Regions from separate parts of the Danio rerio genome. Here region 2 is linked to region 1. Evidence: chromatin contacts called from public HiCAR-type data. All regions are on one chromosome and are shown on one strand. Each heading gives the region's core, a stretch centred on a gene start, on an enhancer-like site or on the middle of the called end of the contact. The rest is flanking DNA. Distances are from core to core; before and after follow the strand shown.

What was found. HiCAR-type assays count read pairs that join an accessible place to other places.
Region 2: a contact with region 1 is called in a HiCAR-type map of caudal fin, with 3 times the contacts expected there. The contact joins the promoter of tbx4 here to the promoter of bcas3 in region 1. A contact is called at or near these places in 5 of 18 Hi-C or Micro-C datasets (caudal fin, embryo, hematopoietic stem cells and 1 more) and 2 of 4 datasets of contacts at active chromatin or transcription factors (caudal fin and embryo).

What each region holds. Positions count from the first base shown.
Region 1 is chr15:29,436,361-29,440,737 of GRCz12tu, reverse strand. It overlaps bcas3 (BCAS3 microtubule associated cell migration factor), which reads right to left and starts at 1,964. Exons shown (of 24, transcript NM_200622.1): 1 at 1,908-1,964; 2 at 1,103-1,191; 3 at 856-910; 4 at 58-133. The coding sequence starts at 1,173. It overlaps ppm1da (protein phosphatase, Mg2+/Mn2+ dependent, 1Da), which reads right to left. Exons shown (of 6, transcript NM_201090.2): 6 at 3,635-4,377.
Region 2 is chr15:29,871,265-29,875,641 of GRCz12tu, reverse strand. tbx4 (T-box transcription factor 4) reads right to left here and starts at 1,797. Exons shown (of 9, transcript NM_130914.2): 1 at 1,522-1,797.

The DNA of each region.
Region 1 (4,377 bases), core at 715-3,214:
AGAGGATCTGCACTGATGTGTTCTGCTACTCATCATTCAAAAATGAAATGAACTTACCATTAATGTCTGTTTTTTCAAAACGGACCCAAACTATTTTCTCTTTTTCATCATTTGGAGGTGCCCCAGTGTATGCCTGAAATTTCCAAGAAAGAGGCAGAGATATGACACTTGTTGTGATGTATAAATACTTCTAAGAACTAGGTTCACAGGTTCTTAAAAAATAAAATCTTCCTTCTTGAAAGTGAATGCACTGAAAACATTAATAAAAATTAAATCCTGCCAATGACTACAAATTTAAAAGAGTGATAGCATAATTTTATCTCTTGAATTTCTAAATGTATTCATAGAATAGAGAGCTTATAGCTTGTAACAGCAATTTATATATATATATATATATATATATATATATATATATATATATATATATATATATATATATATATATATATATATATATATGTGTGTGTGTGTGTGTGTGTGTGTGTGTGTGTGTGTGTGTGTTTGTGTGTGTGTGTGTGTGCAATTGTTAGCTTAGGTCAAAAGGTTGTGACTAAAAAGCCAGCCATCTCAGCATTGTTAGCAAGCCTATAAACTTGCAAATGCAAGAAATGAAGTTGCAAATCTAAAGGGGAAAAAATCTTAATTGCAGACTTTTTTATTAAATGCATATACTATTATATTGTATTTGAATCTTGTACATCTAACAGTTTTTTTTTCTCAAAATCTTGAAATTTTAAAATTCTACAAACCTTTCAGGAGAGAATTTTATTTTATCAACATGGACACCAAATTACATGAAACAAAAAAAGGTGAATTTCTAGTTTTGCAATCACAAAATTAAAGGAAAACAATTACCTGAGGTACTACATCCTGCAGGAAAGTAACTACACTCTCCATGTACGACTGCTCACTGAAAAAGAGTCAAACCAGTACTCATGATTAAAAACAGATATCTGAACAAGAAAATACCAGAGAATAAAATTACATATAAAAGCATGGGCAGGAATGTTCTTTTTTTACCATATCTTGCAACACATCTTAATATTTACAATCCTGAACACTGGATTTACACATTCAAAAAAAAGAGAGATTGTGTTCTTACGTTGCAGCCTGTGCTCGAACCACAACCCCACCAGCACAGCGGCTCGGTCTGCGTGGCGAGTCAGACGCCATGGTCAACCACTCAGTATCCTGTTGAAACAGAGTACATGGATTTATTATATTACAGCACACATCATTATTTTCACAAGATTATTACACTAAGCTTCACTGTAGGTACATCTCACATTAGAGCACAGTTTATCATTAATAAATATGGTCTCTGTATAACCCTACACTGAGAAGGTATAAAAGTAAATATGATAACTGCATCACTTCAAAATGGCAACACTTTGCAGATGAATGTAAACAAATGAAAACAAAGATGTGAATGGTTTGGATTCATCAGCACCATGGGCACATTTCTAATAAGAATTAATCATAAAAAGTTACAAACAGCCAACTTAAGACGACAAACATCTGTGTGGGATAAACAAAGCAAACTCTTCAAATTAACTCCAGCAGGTTTTACTAATAAACAGACTGTGATATACTACAAATAATATGTGTATGTCTCTTGGTTTAGTAACATTTTGCCATAAATGTTAAACAATTTATTGTGAGACGATGTCCAAGCAGATGTCAGAGTAACACAGCTGGCAGTTTTGTCCGTTCAAACATTTCATCATATCAACTATCTCCCACTCTGTCTGTTAGCTTAGCCAATACCGCTATCTGTCATTACAACGCTTCAAAGACAATAAACCAAACAATGACAATAACTTATATCACTTCCTGAAATAAATTCCTATAAATTGTATAACTGAAATGTAGCGTTGGGTATGTAATTAAGCGACATTTGTACTGACCAGAGGCTTTGTGTTTTCAGAGCAACGGAGGTCCTCACAAAACGCCACAGTGAAGCTGACATGCAGCGGAAACAACAAAGACTTTGGCCAATCGGAAATGAGTGTAGGGACCGAGTAGCCAATGAAGTTAAGCTAGAGGCGGGCGCTTGGGCATTTCTGACCAATCATGGATGACGGGAGATTTTAAGGTTTTTTTGTTCGTTAACGAATCTGACGAGGTTGTTCAAATTAACCTCCACATCAACATGCAATGTTTTAAAAAACTTTGGTTTGGTTCGCGTTCATACGAGCATATCTACATCTGAAAATGTGCAAAAGTCTTAATAAACCCTCATGTTGCATCAGGTCACGTTGGTGTGTTTATTTACATCGAAATATCGCGTGACGACCACCCGCCGAGATACTTCGTTCATTTCCGTCTTCTTTCGGAAAACGAGGCTTTTTTGGCATAAAAAAAACATAAATGGATATGACTTGGTGCAAAGATGCCCAAACCAGGGCCCGCGGGCGAAAGTTGGCCCACGGTAACATTTGATTTGGCCTATATTTTACAGTCTATGGTTTGGCCCGCCATCCCATCTGAGAATGGTTTAGAGTAGAGATTGTCATTTTTAAATGTAATGTACCCTATTATTTGTTTGTTTTATTGTTAAGCTACAAAAGCCATCTAAAAATAAATGTTTTAATCTAAATGGTTTATATTAAACAGATTTAGTTTAAAATGTATGAACAACAGATAGAGGACAATGTAAAGACTTCAGTGAGTGAATTAAGGCGAAGGAAGATTCTGCTTGACTAGTGTATTCGACATTGAACTCCACTGTTATAAATATGATTCTTTTTTTTTTTTTATTGGAATAAGTTATTTTGGGGTTTTGTTCACCAGTGAGGGAAGAATAGAACGTGAGACTGACCAGCGGATTGGTGCAGCGGCAGCAGTAATGCAGTCAATGTACCGGTTGGTTGTGGTAAGAAAAGGAGCTAAGCTTAAAAGCAAAGCTTTCAATTTACCAGTCAATCTACATTCCTATTCTCACCTATGGTCATGAGCTTTGAGTCATAATCGAAAGGACAAGATCTCGGATACAAGCGGGCACACTCTTAGAGATAGGGTGAGGAGCTCGGAGTAGAGCCACTGTTCTTCCACATTGAGAAAAGTCAGCTGAGGTGGCTCGGGTATCTGTTTCGGATTCCTATTGACACCAACCTTGGGAGGGGTTCCAGGCATGTCCCACCGGAAGAAGGCCTCAGGGAAGACCCAGGACAGCTGGAGGGACTATGTCTCTTGGCCAGCCTGGGAACGCCTCAGGATCCCCCCGGAGGAGCTGGAGGAAGTGTCTAGGCAGAGGGAAGTCAGGGGTTCTCTGACTGCTGCCCCCGCAACCCGCCCATAGAAAAGCGTTAAAAATTGAATGATGAATGAAAAGTTATACTGTGTTAGTTAAAACAATTCAAAGTATTTTTTTCTATTTATTTTTTTATAATATAAAAAAAATTAAACAAATTAGGAAATTACCCTTGGCAACTTTAATGTAAAATGGTTTGGTATATTTATTTTCAGCCTACGGCTAACAAATGAGATTTGATTTTTGGACCTTTATATGAAACAGTTTGGGCACCCCTGACTTAATGGTTGTCCACATTAAAGAATTACTTTTAATGATTTAAATGAATAATATAAAAAAAACTCAGATGTAAACATGGGAACAGATATTTCATATCTTCAATACATCCTATGTTTTTATTGACGAAAACGTTTTTTTTTTTTTATTGACCTGTTTAGCATAGCAGCACCTTCAGTTTAGAATGACACTTACTCCCATCAGAGAGACAAAAACAATGTTAATGAAATCCGTGGAAACATTAAAATAACTGTTTAAAATGCATAATTCATAAAGTTCATGCTCACATTCTACATTAATATTAAACCTTATGACACAGGGTTAAGATATCAGTGAACACTACAAATGATTTACCGTTCTCCTTGTCAATTAAAACCATGTACAAATACAACCAATAGCATTGATCCCAAAAACTATTTTTGAAACAGGTGACATGTTAGCTGCAGAGAGATATCTTCTCAGAAGATAATTTCTTTTTTGGTCATTTTCCCCCACAGTTCTCCAGGCAGCACAAATCCAAAGTAAAGTGCAAATATCCCTAGTTGACCCATCATCTCTACCTGACTGACCCGAAGCGTAATAGAAGTGAGCAGTGGACATACAAAGGTGTAAAAATTAAAACTCATTTAAAATCAGACAAAATCTCACATTTTCATTTTCAATGGTCTGTAAAATATAAAGTATAACACAAAACACACTAAAGCTGGAGTGTTGTGAATGGAAGCGGGTGATTTTTTTTTTCTTTTGACATTGTTACTTGTTTCAGGATTTGGTTTCTCGATAGCTTATATAAACTATATGAATATCAGAGTCTGACCGTCCAGCATGAATGAATGGATTGCATTGTA
Region 2 (4,377 bases), core at 548-3,047, 440 kb before region 1:
GCACATGTTTGGTAAAGTAAACTCTTCTTTACTGTATATTAGGCAAATTTCTTTCCTCTGATTAAAATGCCCTTGATATTTTATCAGGTTACTAAGATTAATGTATTGTATTTGGTCTCTTTGCTGCACCAGTACTTAAATAGTTTTCTAAACCCTACATGTTATGAGATTTGTTATGAGCCACTAGACGATTTTGTATTCTAATTATAATGTTTTTTTTCTCTGACAGTCTTAAAAACAGGTCACATAAGGGTGTTTTGGGTACAATGCCAGAGAAGAGCCATTTTGCGTTCCAAAAAAAAAAAAAAAAACTTTTCAGTTCTTTATAAGCTTGGAAGGGAAAACAATTTTAAAATAAAAATATCAAGAACAAATGGTCTGCTACAAAAACCTTGAATTGAATGTGTCATGAATATTAAAGATTATTGTGGAACCACATGTCAACAAAGAATGTTTTTAATAAGTGATTTGATAGACAATATTATTATTGCTGTAGACTGAAAAAATGGTTCATTTTAAAATGTTACAAACAATAAGCTAATTATCCTAAAACAAATTAGTAAATCCAATAAGTATTTTTTATTTTTCATTGTTTTTATCCAACTTTTACGTAGCTACATCGAATTTTCGTTGTTATACTGACAAGTGCAACAAATAGAAAATTAATTATTAATCATAGATGTTGTTTATTGAATTATTTAATTTGTGTAGTGATACATGCCTGAAAATTATTTATTCATGAGGAAAACAAATTAATGTTTTCTCCGGCCTAAAAATAAAGAAACCAAAAAACGTTTATTTAAACAAACTGAAGTTTAAAATACTACATTGTGCCTACTTTTGCAAGCCACTTTTGTTTGATCATCAAGATATATTTCGTTTGCATATTAGCGTCTAAAACATTAAGTTGTTTGTCAGCGTTTACCAAACATTGTGCTGTTGCCATCCGAACGAATCAAGCTGATGCTTTGAGGCCTTAGGCGTACCTCCCTCCATCCATCGCGGCAAAAGTGATGACACGAACAAAAAGTAACTATATTTTCCTAAAATCAAATATAATCTTCTAACAACTCATTAAAAAATAGCAAAAACTCATATACAGGCCGCAGTGCTTTCTGTTGGTACAGCCTGGTCCAGATTTACACACAGCAGCGATCATATTTTAGCATAAACAGTAAATCGTACACCAGATCATATTTACAAGGAATTTTGACAATGCAAAATGATTACAACTGTATGCTCTTTTAAATAGTGAACTTAAAGAAAGCCGACTGACTAGTCTACTATTATTCTACTGTTTACTACGATCTTAAGACAATGTTAAAGAAAAGTATAGCCAAGGTTTTATTTATGAAGGACTGACGCCTTCTCGTTGATCACTTAATTTGATAAAGAAGGATAGATCAACTGCGTCTAATCGCATTACCGCCCTCCTAGCACACATATAAGTGTGGGTTCAGTCCGGTACAAGGATTTCAGGGCAGCATGATATGACCTACTGAAAACAAATTGTAATGTTACCTCATAAAATATTATGCTCTGAAATCCTCCATATCATTCCAGAACGCAGTAATTTGTCCACTTCGGCATTACAGCAGGAAGTTACGTCCCGGTGTGGCGTTGAGTCCAGTGCACTGGTAGCTGCTCAGCATCCCCTGTATCTGATCATGAGCTAACAGAGCTGTCTCTTCCCAAGAGTCTGCTTCTGTTCAAATAGCGCCGCGAGCCCCGTGCTTACAACGGTGAGTGTTCGTCTCAGAGGCAAATAGCCACTACGTGATGTTTTCTTGGAAACGGGGTATCCGTTGAACAGCTTGAATTGTTAAAACACTGGGGTGAATATCTTGGCTCATTCACTCAATTCCCTCCTTCCCCCCAGCGCCTCATCGCTGACGTTGCTTCAATAACACCAAACCCGAAACAACCCGATGCTCAGAGTTCACTCACACGACTCCAAACGAGCGCTCATCTCACGAGAAAAGCAAGTCTGTTCGTCGTAAAACATGAGTTGTAGCCTTTTTCTCGACCCCACATTGATAGTTTAAAACGTAGGTAAATTTCTCGACTGTTAGGTTAAAAAAGGTAAATTAAGAACATTTGAAATTGTGATTTTATTTAGTACGGCGAGAAATTAAGTTTCATGCACCTTAGGGAGCTTTAAAATTAAATATTATTTATATTAAGTATTTTTTTTAAACGGATTCTACATTGTATTGTATTCCTCACCCAGGTTTAGGCTAAACATTAGGTTATAAGCCTATAAATATTTGAATTTTCCACCCCAAAAAGTAGTATTTATTATTGCAGTTCGGATTTTTTAAAATCTGTCTGTCAGTATGTCTTTATACTGTCGCGTCAAACATTATAGACAATTGTTTAATTTTTCCAAATAAATAAAAAGGCAAATTTTTATTTAAATTAGCTCTAAATGCAAATAAGTCTATCCCTATGACAGTTTGATGATGTAAAATATTTAATCCTAAGATTTTACATCATCATCTGCATAAGTTTAATTTGTCGTCATTTCGATTTACCATTTATTAAGAATTTGAATCCTGCAATAATATTTTCTCTCTCTTTCTATGTGTAGTGTGTACTGATTGTAGAAAGTGCCATATCTGTTCATCCAAATAATATGATTGTTTTCAAACAAACATCATCATCACACAATATATAGCATCAGACATTATACTAAAATCCACCTGATTAGATCTTTCTTTCTTTGTTTTTTCATTTGTGATAAATATTTGAACAGGAATTCATTGTAGTTTCAAATTAGACAAAGGCGATTAATTTAAAAATCACCCTATTTTGACACAAACTGGTTGAGTGTCAGTCATGCGGGTTTTTTACCTTTATTTCACGATATGTCAATGTCAATCAATTTTGCTGTTTAAAAAGCTTCAATTTTTCGCTTATTTGTCCCGCTTGTTTAGGCCAATGCTCTCATGTTTAAATTTTGAAATCTGCTGAGGATTTCGTTTAAACGTCTTTGTATTTTCAGTGAAATATGGTTGCGGTTTTAAAGTAAATGGGTCGAAGCACGAGGCTGAAAGATCAATAAATCACCTGGAGGAGTTCGAGGGCCGTGGGAGCCTTGACTTATATCTACTGATGACATGACCAAATGAATGGCAGCAGCCAGAATAGCCGATGTCCTTTTCAGACCCGTTTGTCATTCCCGCCAATGTAGATTTCCAAACGGGTCATGTTATCAGATAAGAATAAACAGGAATATGGAAAGGCGGTTTTCTGTTGTTTATTATTATTATTATTATTATTATTATTATTATAAATTCCACAATTATTTTTATATAGGCCTTAGTCATGGGTGTAATGATGTGCATTTGGTTTGTTTGTTTTGCCTTGTTATTGACTAAATTGAAAGCAAATCGAGTTGAACGCAGTGGCTAAGCTTAGTATGTTCTTAGCCTAAGTATACATTTAAAAACGTGTTTGGTTAAATTTAAGTTAACAAAACATTTAAAGCAAAATGTTATTAAAATACATTATTAAATAAGCATTTCAATCAGACTAATTTTTCTTTCTGTGGAGAGTAAACTTCATTAATATTGTAGCCAATACTTTAGATGTGATCTGTAAAATATAATATTATCTAGAAATAATATTAACAAAGGCATATAGTAATAATAATAATAATAATAATAACGGACCATACTTTTCAAATACAACCTGTTTTCGGTATATTTAGCCTATATGTTGTTGTGTCCTCTTTAATGTTTGCTGTCAAACACAGGCAATGGATCGTCCCACTATAAAATACTTGTGTAAAAAAAACAATAATTTTAAACTTAATTATTTTAATGCAACATTTTAAGCCATACAAAAAAACAATTATATGATGCTAACCAAATCTTAAAATGTCTTATAATTTTTACGTGAAGGCCAAACTGATTTATTTATACGTATTTATTTATAAACTATTTATTTATAAGACTCAAATAAGTGAAACAACACTTTTTTTTGATGTTGTTGTTAATGGACTATACCAAAATTGGCTATGTAATTAGCCTATATACCATTTATATAAAAGAAGCATCTCGACACCAGACCACATTAATTGTTCAGTACAATGTAATAAAATGTAATTCTTGAACTTTTCTTAACGGTTTTCTAATTCCTCTGCTTATCTCGACAACCTGTCATAGAGTAAGCTAGAAACAAAATAAAGTGCTTAATATTTGTATTACTCCACAAATAATGCCGCCTAAGGCCTAATTCTGGAAACACCATTCTCAGGAGGAATAATAGTAATTTTAGGCAGTAATAATTTGTTGAAACCCTCGTGTATTCAACGTTATCACACGTGATTGAAAATAATTGGTCTTACCTCCACCTCACTGATCTCGGTACACC